Linked DNA regions of Rattus norvegicus: region 1 is linked to region 2. Evidence: chromatin contacts called from public Hi-C data. All regions are on one chromosome and are shown on one strand. Each heading gives the region's core, a stretch centred on a gene start, on an enhancer-like site or on the middle of the called end of the contact. The rest is flanking DNA. Distances are from core to core; before and after follow the strand shown. Region 1 has its middle 95 kb from the start of Fam124b. Region 2 holds the start of Mrpl44 (mitochondrial ribosomal protein L44).

Evidence for each region. Hi-C and Micro-C count contacts between places; a contact is called where the count stands out from the background.
Region 1: a Hi-C map of the A7r5 cell line shows a contact between it and region 2, with 6 times the contacts expected there. The contact joins the enhancer-like site here to the promoter of Mrpl44 in region 2. A contact is called at or near these places in 12 of 12 Hi-C or Micro-C datasets (the A7r5 cell line, the Rat2 cell line, Schwann cells and 7 more) and 1 of 1 datasets of contacts at active chromatin or transcription factors (oligodendrocytes).

What each region holds. Positions count from the first base shown.
Region 1 is chr9:88,885,041-88,889,172 of GRCr8, forward strand. No RefSeq gene overlaps it. Among named protein-coding and RNA genes, the nearest start is that of Fam124b, 95 kb to the right of the region's middle. Within about 2 kb of position 1,286, at least 2 of the 93 cell types and tissues checked have an H3K27ac peak or open chromatin away from gene starts, as enhancers often do. A contact at or near this core is called in the A7r5 cell line, where this site is marked.
Region 2 is chr9:88,553,756-88,557,699 of GRCr8, forward strand. It overlaps Mrpl44 (mitochondrial ribosomal protein L44), which reads left to right and starts at 1,295. Exons shown (of 4, transcript NM_001031650.1): 1 at 1,295-1,491; 2 at 2,983-3,451. The coding sequence starts at 1,313.

The DNA of each region.
Region 1 (4,132 bases), core at 36-2,535, 330 kb after region 2:
CCGAGAGGAAAGTGAGATGAAAGGAAATGAGGAGAACATACATTTAAAAAAGATGAATACATATCACTTTTCATTAGAGGGAAGGAGAGGTCTAATTTACCTTCCTGTTAGCTTTCCGTTACTGTAACAAAATATGTGAGATCATCATGGTATAAAGAGGAAAGTTTTATTGGGGCTCATAGGTTTCAAGGTTTCAGTCCACAGTCAGTTGACTACATTCTTTTGGGGCCCGTGATGAAACAGAACATCATGGTGGGAATATGTTGTGAAGGAAGCTACTCACCCCCTTTTTACAACTAGGAAGAAAAAAAGAATTAAGAATGGTCTAGAGTACCTAGAGCCCTCTTAAAGGGATACCTCTAATATCCCAACTTCCTTCCATTTTTACTGGACCCCACCTACTTCAGGCTTTGCTACTTTTCAATAGCATCAGAGGCCGGGAACCAAGACTTTAACGCATGGCCTTTAGGAACATTTAAGATCCAAACCCTAGCAAATCCGCTCCTGTCTCATTTTTTTTTTTTGTGGCACTGCTCACTTTCTCAATAGATAAGCTTCCCTTTTCCATGGGTGACATTTCTTTTGCTTTTATTCCACTTTAGTCATCCCCTATCCTGGTGTCCTGTAGCAGTTTCCTCCAAGATAAAAACCTCTCATCTCATTAACACACGAGATGATTAAGTGAGGGTGAAACATCCTATCCTTCAAGCAGACTCCTCAAGTTCAGGAAGTAAACAACCCCAAATAACTTCAGGAAGTTCCTGAAACTGAACAGACTCTCTAGGGTACCACCCTCTCTATGATTACATATGCAGTAAGTACTGTTGGGAGACACTCTCCGACCAGACCAGCTGACCTAACCTGGGAAGGACATTCTCCAAACTACTGGAGAATGTTCAGTGTGTTCTAGCTTTCCAGCTTTTGTGAGCTATCATCACACAATCTGGGATGTGTTTTTGGTGTTGTAGTTGTCTTTGAGTCCTTTATCTTCCTGTAACTCCTTACCCATATTCCTAAAGATCCGAAAGAACAGAACAGGAACATGTGGAGAGCTGCAAGGGCTTGAAGAAAGTGTCTGCTGAGAAGCTCACTGAGCGTTTGTTCACAGATCACCAATGCTCGAGCTCTTTAAATGTGAAGAGCTCCCTCTTTAAGCAGCTCTGCAAATGATGGCGATTTCAAGCAAATAGATCAACTTCCCATTGGCAGATGGTGTTTGTGATGGTTTTCATTAACGTTGATAGAGGTCTATTAACCCCTCCACGCAATCTTCTTCTGTCCCCTTGTGGCCACTGATGGACATTTGGGAGCCAGCTGCCTGGGGCAGACCTTCTTGGCCAAAAACAAAGCAAGTGGAGATGACAGCTGGACTCCCATCTCAGCCAGCAAATACTCAATCTTAGACAATGTCATGGTGATGAGATCTCGATTACTTGATGGATTTACACTTAGTCTACTCTTGTATGAAAAGAGACACTCTTTGAAAGGGACCTGTCAGTCACGAAAGGAAATTTAAGGGAGCTGCACCCCCTGCTGGTAAATTTTATCATCAGAATTTAATAGGATAGTCATGCAAGAATTTGGTTCCTCCCACCAGCTCTCACTCCAGTTACAGAGCATAATCCTTCATGAACCTGGCATATTATTAATCTTTATATTCATACACCCTTATTTCTTTGCTTTATCCTAAGCATGACTAAGAATAAAACTATCCGATATCTTTGAGCACCTGTGCAAATATTCTCCCATTCTTCCAAAGAGGGACACGTGCCTTCCTTTGGTGACTGTTTGCTTCCCCTTCCAAGGAACTCTTTTACTAGAAAGGTATGGCTTCTGTCCTACCGTTCTTAGCCTAGCTAAGAACAAACACTTCCTTATTCAGTGAGGGGGAAAGGGCATCTAAATATAGACGTGCAGTGTAAATTTGATCCTCTGCACACATTTGCATAAACATAAATATCATGTCTTAGTAGACAAAGTCCAATGGGAAGCCTCATCTCAGTTTGGCTGTGGAAGCAAAAGTTTTCTCCTCAGGGTCTCCTCCTCTTTGCTTACCCCCTCCTCCTCCAGAAGAAGAATAGAATAATAGAATAGCTAGTCTCTCTCTCTCTCTCTCTCTCTCTCTCTCTCTCTCTCTCTCTCTCTCTCTCTCTCTCTCCTCCCCCCCACTTCCATCCATTCCTTTATATTATTGTCCCAGGTTTTCCCCTGCTCCTCACCCTTGCCAGGTTTGAACATGCTTCCATCCCCCACCCCATGGATAATAAAAATACATATAACAAGCAAGATCCTAAGAAACCAGACCTGTTCAAACCATCCTTTCTCTCCTTATAAGCAGACTGACTTACTATAGTTAGCAGTATTTTATAGACATCATAATAGTTAATAGCATAGTAAATTTTAAAATAAAACTAGTCTATTTTGGCACATAGCTCCTGTCTTAGGGTTTTACTGCTGTAAACAGACACCATGACCGTGGCAAGTCTTATAAACGACAACATTTAATTGGAGCTGGCTTATAGGTTCAGTGGTTCAGTCCATTATGGTCAAGGCAAGAGCATAGCAGCATCCAGGCAGGCATGGTGCAGGCAGAGCCGAGAGTTCTACATCTTCATCTGAAGGCTGCTAGTGGAAGACCGACTTCTAGGCAGCTAGGGTGAGGGTCTTAAAGCCCATGCCCACAGTGACACACCTACTCCAACAAGGCCACACCTCCTAATAATGCCACTCCCTGGGCCAAGCATATGCAAACCATCACAGCTCCTCACACGCAAACTGGTCAGCCCTTGGAAATGACTGTAAGCTTTGTGTTACAATGATATTAGAAGCCTATTGCCACATTCGGCCATTTGCTGTCAGTGTAATAATTAATAACTGAACCTAAAATGATAAAACCCAAAAAGAATAAGTGTGTGTCTGTGTGTACGTGACTTATGGTATTAACTATACAATGTAATTTTTTTTCATATTTGTAATTATCTCTCCCTTCTGTTTTCACCATCCCTCTAACGGAGCACATTTATGTCACGTTTTCAGAGACTTGGGAGATCCCATGCTTGCCTTCCTCAGCAGCAGTCAGACTGTGACTCCGTTGTCAACTTCTATATGGGGCTTACCAGAAATTTCTTAAGGGAAAACCTAAGAAATCACAGTATCAAGTGATGTCTGCTAGGCTGCCGAAGAGTCCAGTGATCTCTGTTCAGGTGTTGCCCATCCGACCTCTTCATCAGCCAGGATGCCGCTTTGCCCTTTATAGGTGGCAGAGAAACATTTTGTTTTTCCAAAATCCACACTTCTTGGCCCTCATGAAGTCATATCCTGTCTCGTGGCTGAAAACGTGTCTACCTGTGTAGGTGCAAGTTTGAAAACAACAGATCTTACCCAGAATACATTCCTAGGGGTTTTGTTTGGGGAATGGGGGGCATCTTGTTTTGTTGTTGAGTAAGGAGTATTTGAGTAGAGGTTTTAGGTTTCGGTCCTTTTACCAGAGGCCTGCATACAGAGACCCAAAGTGCCAGCTGACAATATGTATCATGTGGGGAATCCTGAAGACATGAATATTCATGACTTATCACCAACCCTGGCAGAAGAAAGGAGAATTAAAAGGTAGCTGTGATAGAGGAAACGGCGCCCCTTCACAGTTACTGCGTTTGCTTCATCTCCTTGCAAGCAGACAGCCGTGGATTCCTTCACTATTAAACCAACAGTTGAGGCTTAGCTGAGCCTTCCCACCTGTCAGGAAGCTAGGAAGAATCAAAGGCGTCTCCAAAGCACTTTAGGATTCTCTACAGAAACCATTGTCGTGGGCAAGAGAGCACATGCCCAGGTCAGTTTGGATGACTGTGCACTGCTTATTGTTGTTGTTCTTGTCAAGATAATTTACTCGCTTAGAGAGAAACTGTGTATGTCGAGGTCTGTTCTCCATGTGGATAGCCGCCATTGCTTGGAGCCATGCAATGCAGCCCATGCCTGCAACAATCACACTGGGGTATTTCATGGTCAATCACATGGTAAAGTGTACTCAACCTATCTTAGTTAGGGTTTTATTGCTGTGAACAGACACCATGACCAAGGCAACTCTTGTGAGGACATTTCATTGGGGCTAGCTTACAGGTTCAGAGGTTCAGTCCAA
Region 2 (3,944 bases), core at 45-2,544:
TTCTTCCTTAACTTTATTAAACTTGTGATTACTGTTAATCCCACAGATATGAGGAGAAAGACCCCCAACTCAAATCATTATGGCCAAGTTAAATAAAGAAAGCTATTAATTAAAGCAAATCTTTAAAATTTGTGTACATTGGCTGCCTCTCAGTGAAGGTGCGGTTCAAGAGATCAGCATTAGATCTAGGGAAGATAAGAGGTTTTTTTTGTAGTCCAGAGTAGGGGGTTTCCAGATGTGGGATTTGGCAGGCAAATAGGCAGAGTTACAGACACAAAACACAAGCACAAGAAGTTGGTTGTAATAACCTCCTGAAACAAAGATGTGGTTGCAAAGTGGTCATAACAACATGTGGTCACGATAACCTTTTGAAACAAATGCATGGTTGCTATTCCTGGAACAGGCAGTACAGAACCATCTGTAGCTAAGGTGACTGGTGGGGTATAGCCTAGTCTTTGAGAAACAGAGATTTAATCATAAACAGGTACAAATGTAGTTTGTCTTTATTGTAAGATGGCTTTCAAGTCAAAGATGAGACAGGCTGGTTCATCAGTTACATCAACCAGCTTCAGATTAATTCTACCAATAAATGTTATGTTGCAGAAATGAAAATTCCCTGTGGTTTCTTGGAATCCATTTATCTGATGGTCCACGAATTTTCAATGCTTTTAATATCATTTTGATTTGTTTTAGAAAATTTGCTTCAACCAGATATCTGTTAGAAGCTCGTTTATAGCCATTCAGATTCTCCATTTTGAAAAAGCTCAAACGAGGGTGCACAATCCTAGCATAAACACCCTAACTGGGCAGTAACATGTCTTGGTCAGTATTTCAAAGCAGGTGAAAATACATTTCCTGGGCAGGAAGACAGATACTAGTCTTGTTTGGAAACCAATTACAATAACCAAAGAGAGGAAGGAAATAAATTAAAAAATAATTTAGTAACCAGAACAAGCTGTGAAAGTAGGCACACCTAAAGACCCTGGAGTCTAAACTGGGTGACCGCAGGGACATTGTTGCCTTTTTTATTAAAACGAAAACGAAACTAGTTTTTGTTTTTGCTTTAATGAGAAATAAACACAAGAGAGACTGACAGGGTCAAGCAACTGTCTCCCAATAATTTCTGCACCCATATTTATAGAATGGGCAGAAAGAAGCACTTGCGCATGCGCACTATGCTAGTCACGCACTTTCTTGGGTGTCCTGCAGCACTGAGGCCTCTTTCTGTTGCTGCACCAGTTTCCGGGCAACCGCGTTCCCACTACACCGGTCCGGCTGTCTTCCTTCCGCTCTCCATTGCCCTGTTCTTGCCATGGCTTCTGCTGTATTCCGGCTGCTGCAGCAGGGCCCTCGCCGCCTCTTGGCTCCGGCCGCCCCTACGTTGGTTCCTCCAGTTCGGGGAGTGAAGAAGGGATTCCGTGCCGCCTTCCGCTTCCAGAAGGAGCTGGAGCGATGGCGCCTGCTACGCAGCCCGCCACCGCCGGTGCGACGGTAGGCGTCTCGGGAGGGTCGAATGGTTGAGGACACTGGGCTGCAGCTGCCTGCCTGCAACTGCGGTGGGGACGTGTCCGCCACCGGCCTGGGGCAGAGGAACTGGGCGACAGAGGCCGGGCTGCCCCCTGCAGAATCTCACTAGCCGAAAATAAGTGGGATCCGACAGAGGGTAACTGCTTGTAATTGGAATTGGCCCAATTTTGTCCCTTCCTAATCTCAGGCCAATTGGGTACCTTTAAGAGAAATAGGATCGTTCATTCTACAGCGTTGCGTACCAGGGCAGAAAAATTTAGTTCTATGTAAACTGAATTTCGTGTCCACTGCCTGGAGTAAGAGGGTAAAAGTTTAGGTTTTTGATCTAATTAATCTTGTTGCCTGAGGGCTGGGGGAGGACGAATGAAAACAACCAACAAAAAACTCCACACGTTTTTATTAAGTGCATCATGCTCATATATGATCCTGCATCTTGCATATTCTGTTTACTCTGTCTTTGTGGACAAAAGTACACGAAGGTCGACTTCATTCTTACAGTTGCACTGGCATTTGACTTTCGTTAGATTGTTAGTACACATGTGAAGCAGAAACTGTCTCTAGCTAGTTATTCCTGAGCTGAAATTTTGATTGCCTTAATATTGCCCTCCAGGAGAGTATTGACCTCTGTTCACACTAACACCAGTGAGAACACACCTTCTATTACAAAGAATTGTGGCTTAATAAGCAAAACTCAGAATCATGTCTTAATTTTCATTCCCTTGCCCAGTAGACAGGTGGGTATTTTAAGATTCATGAATTAAAATTGGGAAAAACTGTAGAAAACAAATTTAGATTTTCAACTTAGATCTCTCTACGTTTCTTCTCTCTCTTTAAAGAGTTTTGTTTTGGCTATATTTTTCTCTAGGAAAAGATGTTTTAATTCTTGTCTGTGTGTGACTGTGTAGTGTACCTGCACACACCAGGCCTTTGTGTCTGCTAGATAGGCACTCTACCGCTGAATTACAACAGCCTCAACTCTCACCCATGGTTATGAACTTTTAAAACACTTAGAATACTGATACTAGCTTATGTAACTGGAAATTCAAGTGGACATTTCTGAGATTTAAATAAATAGGATATAAGCTAAATAGAATTACTTTTAGTTTGTGGCCTGAATCTATATAGTTATAATTTGTTCATACTCAGGTGGAAAGCATTATTTCACAGTTAGAGCAGAAGGAAGGAACTTAAAAGCTAGAAGAGCAGCCTAATCTGATGTGAACAGTCTCTTTAATATGGCAATGAAGCCAAAATGAAAAAATTAATCCACATTTATGGAGACTGATAAAGGACTGTCAGCGTTCACCTGTATTCTTTTTTTGTATCTAAACTGTCAAAACCCGACAATAAAAGAAAAATAAAATGATTGCGTTCCTCTGTGTAATAGTTACAGCACAGTTGTACGTGGTACCATGCCCTTCTCCTTACCATCTCTTACTGTTTCTACCTCCTCAGCTCAGAGAAGCCAAACTGGGATTACCATGCGGAGATACAAGCCTTTGGGTCCCGGTTACAAGAGGCCTTTTCGTTGGACCTTCTCAAAACAGCATTTGTCAATAGCTGCTACATCAAAAGTGAAGAGGCGAAACGTCAGAACCTCGGCATAGAGAAAGAAGCCGCTCTTCTGAATCTTAAGGACAATCAAGAACTGTTTGAGCAAGGGCTGTCTTTTTCACATCGGTGCCTCACACAGTTTCTTGAAGACGAGTTTCCAAACTTGCCCACCGAAGGCATTGAGAGTCTAGTTAACTTTCTTACTGGTGAGGCAGTTGTCTGTCACGTGGCCAGTAACTTGGCTGTGGAGCAGTTGACGCTCAGTGCGGAGTTTCCTGTCCCCCAGCCTGTGTTACGTCGGACTTTCTTTGCAGTAATTGGAGCCCTGCTCCAGAGCAGTGGTCCTGAGAGGGCTGCACTGTTCATCAGGGTGGGTAATGGTTAATAGCACTTGTCCAGACCTGCTCGATGTAGACAGAGGGGGAAGTGTCTTTTTCTCATGCATTCCTTTGCTAGATGTTGGTAGAACAGAATGTTCCTACCTCCCAAAACTTACAAAGACTCAAAACTATTTCTTTTAAAGATTTATTTATTTTATGTATATGAATACACTGAACTGTCTTCAGGCACACCAGAAGAGGGCATCAGATCTCATTACAAATGGTTGTGAGCCACCATGTGGTTGCTGGGAATTGAACTCAGGACCTGTGGAAGAGCAGTCAGTTTTCTTAATTGCTGAGCCATCTCTCCAGCCCAGCCCAAACTTTTTATGGTAACTTTGTGGTTGTTATTTCAGTTTTCTTTTGCCAATACCCTGGAAAGCAAATAATACATGCTGGGTTGTGAGTTCTGCAGATTTAAGTTATTTTTAGCTTTTTTAAGTTTTTTGTTTTGTTTTGGTTTATTTATTTATTTATTTATTT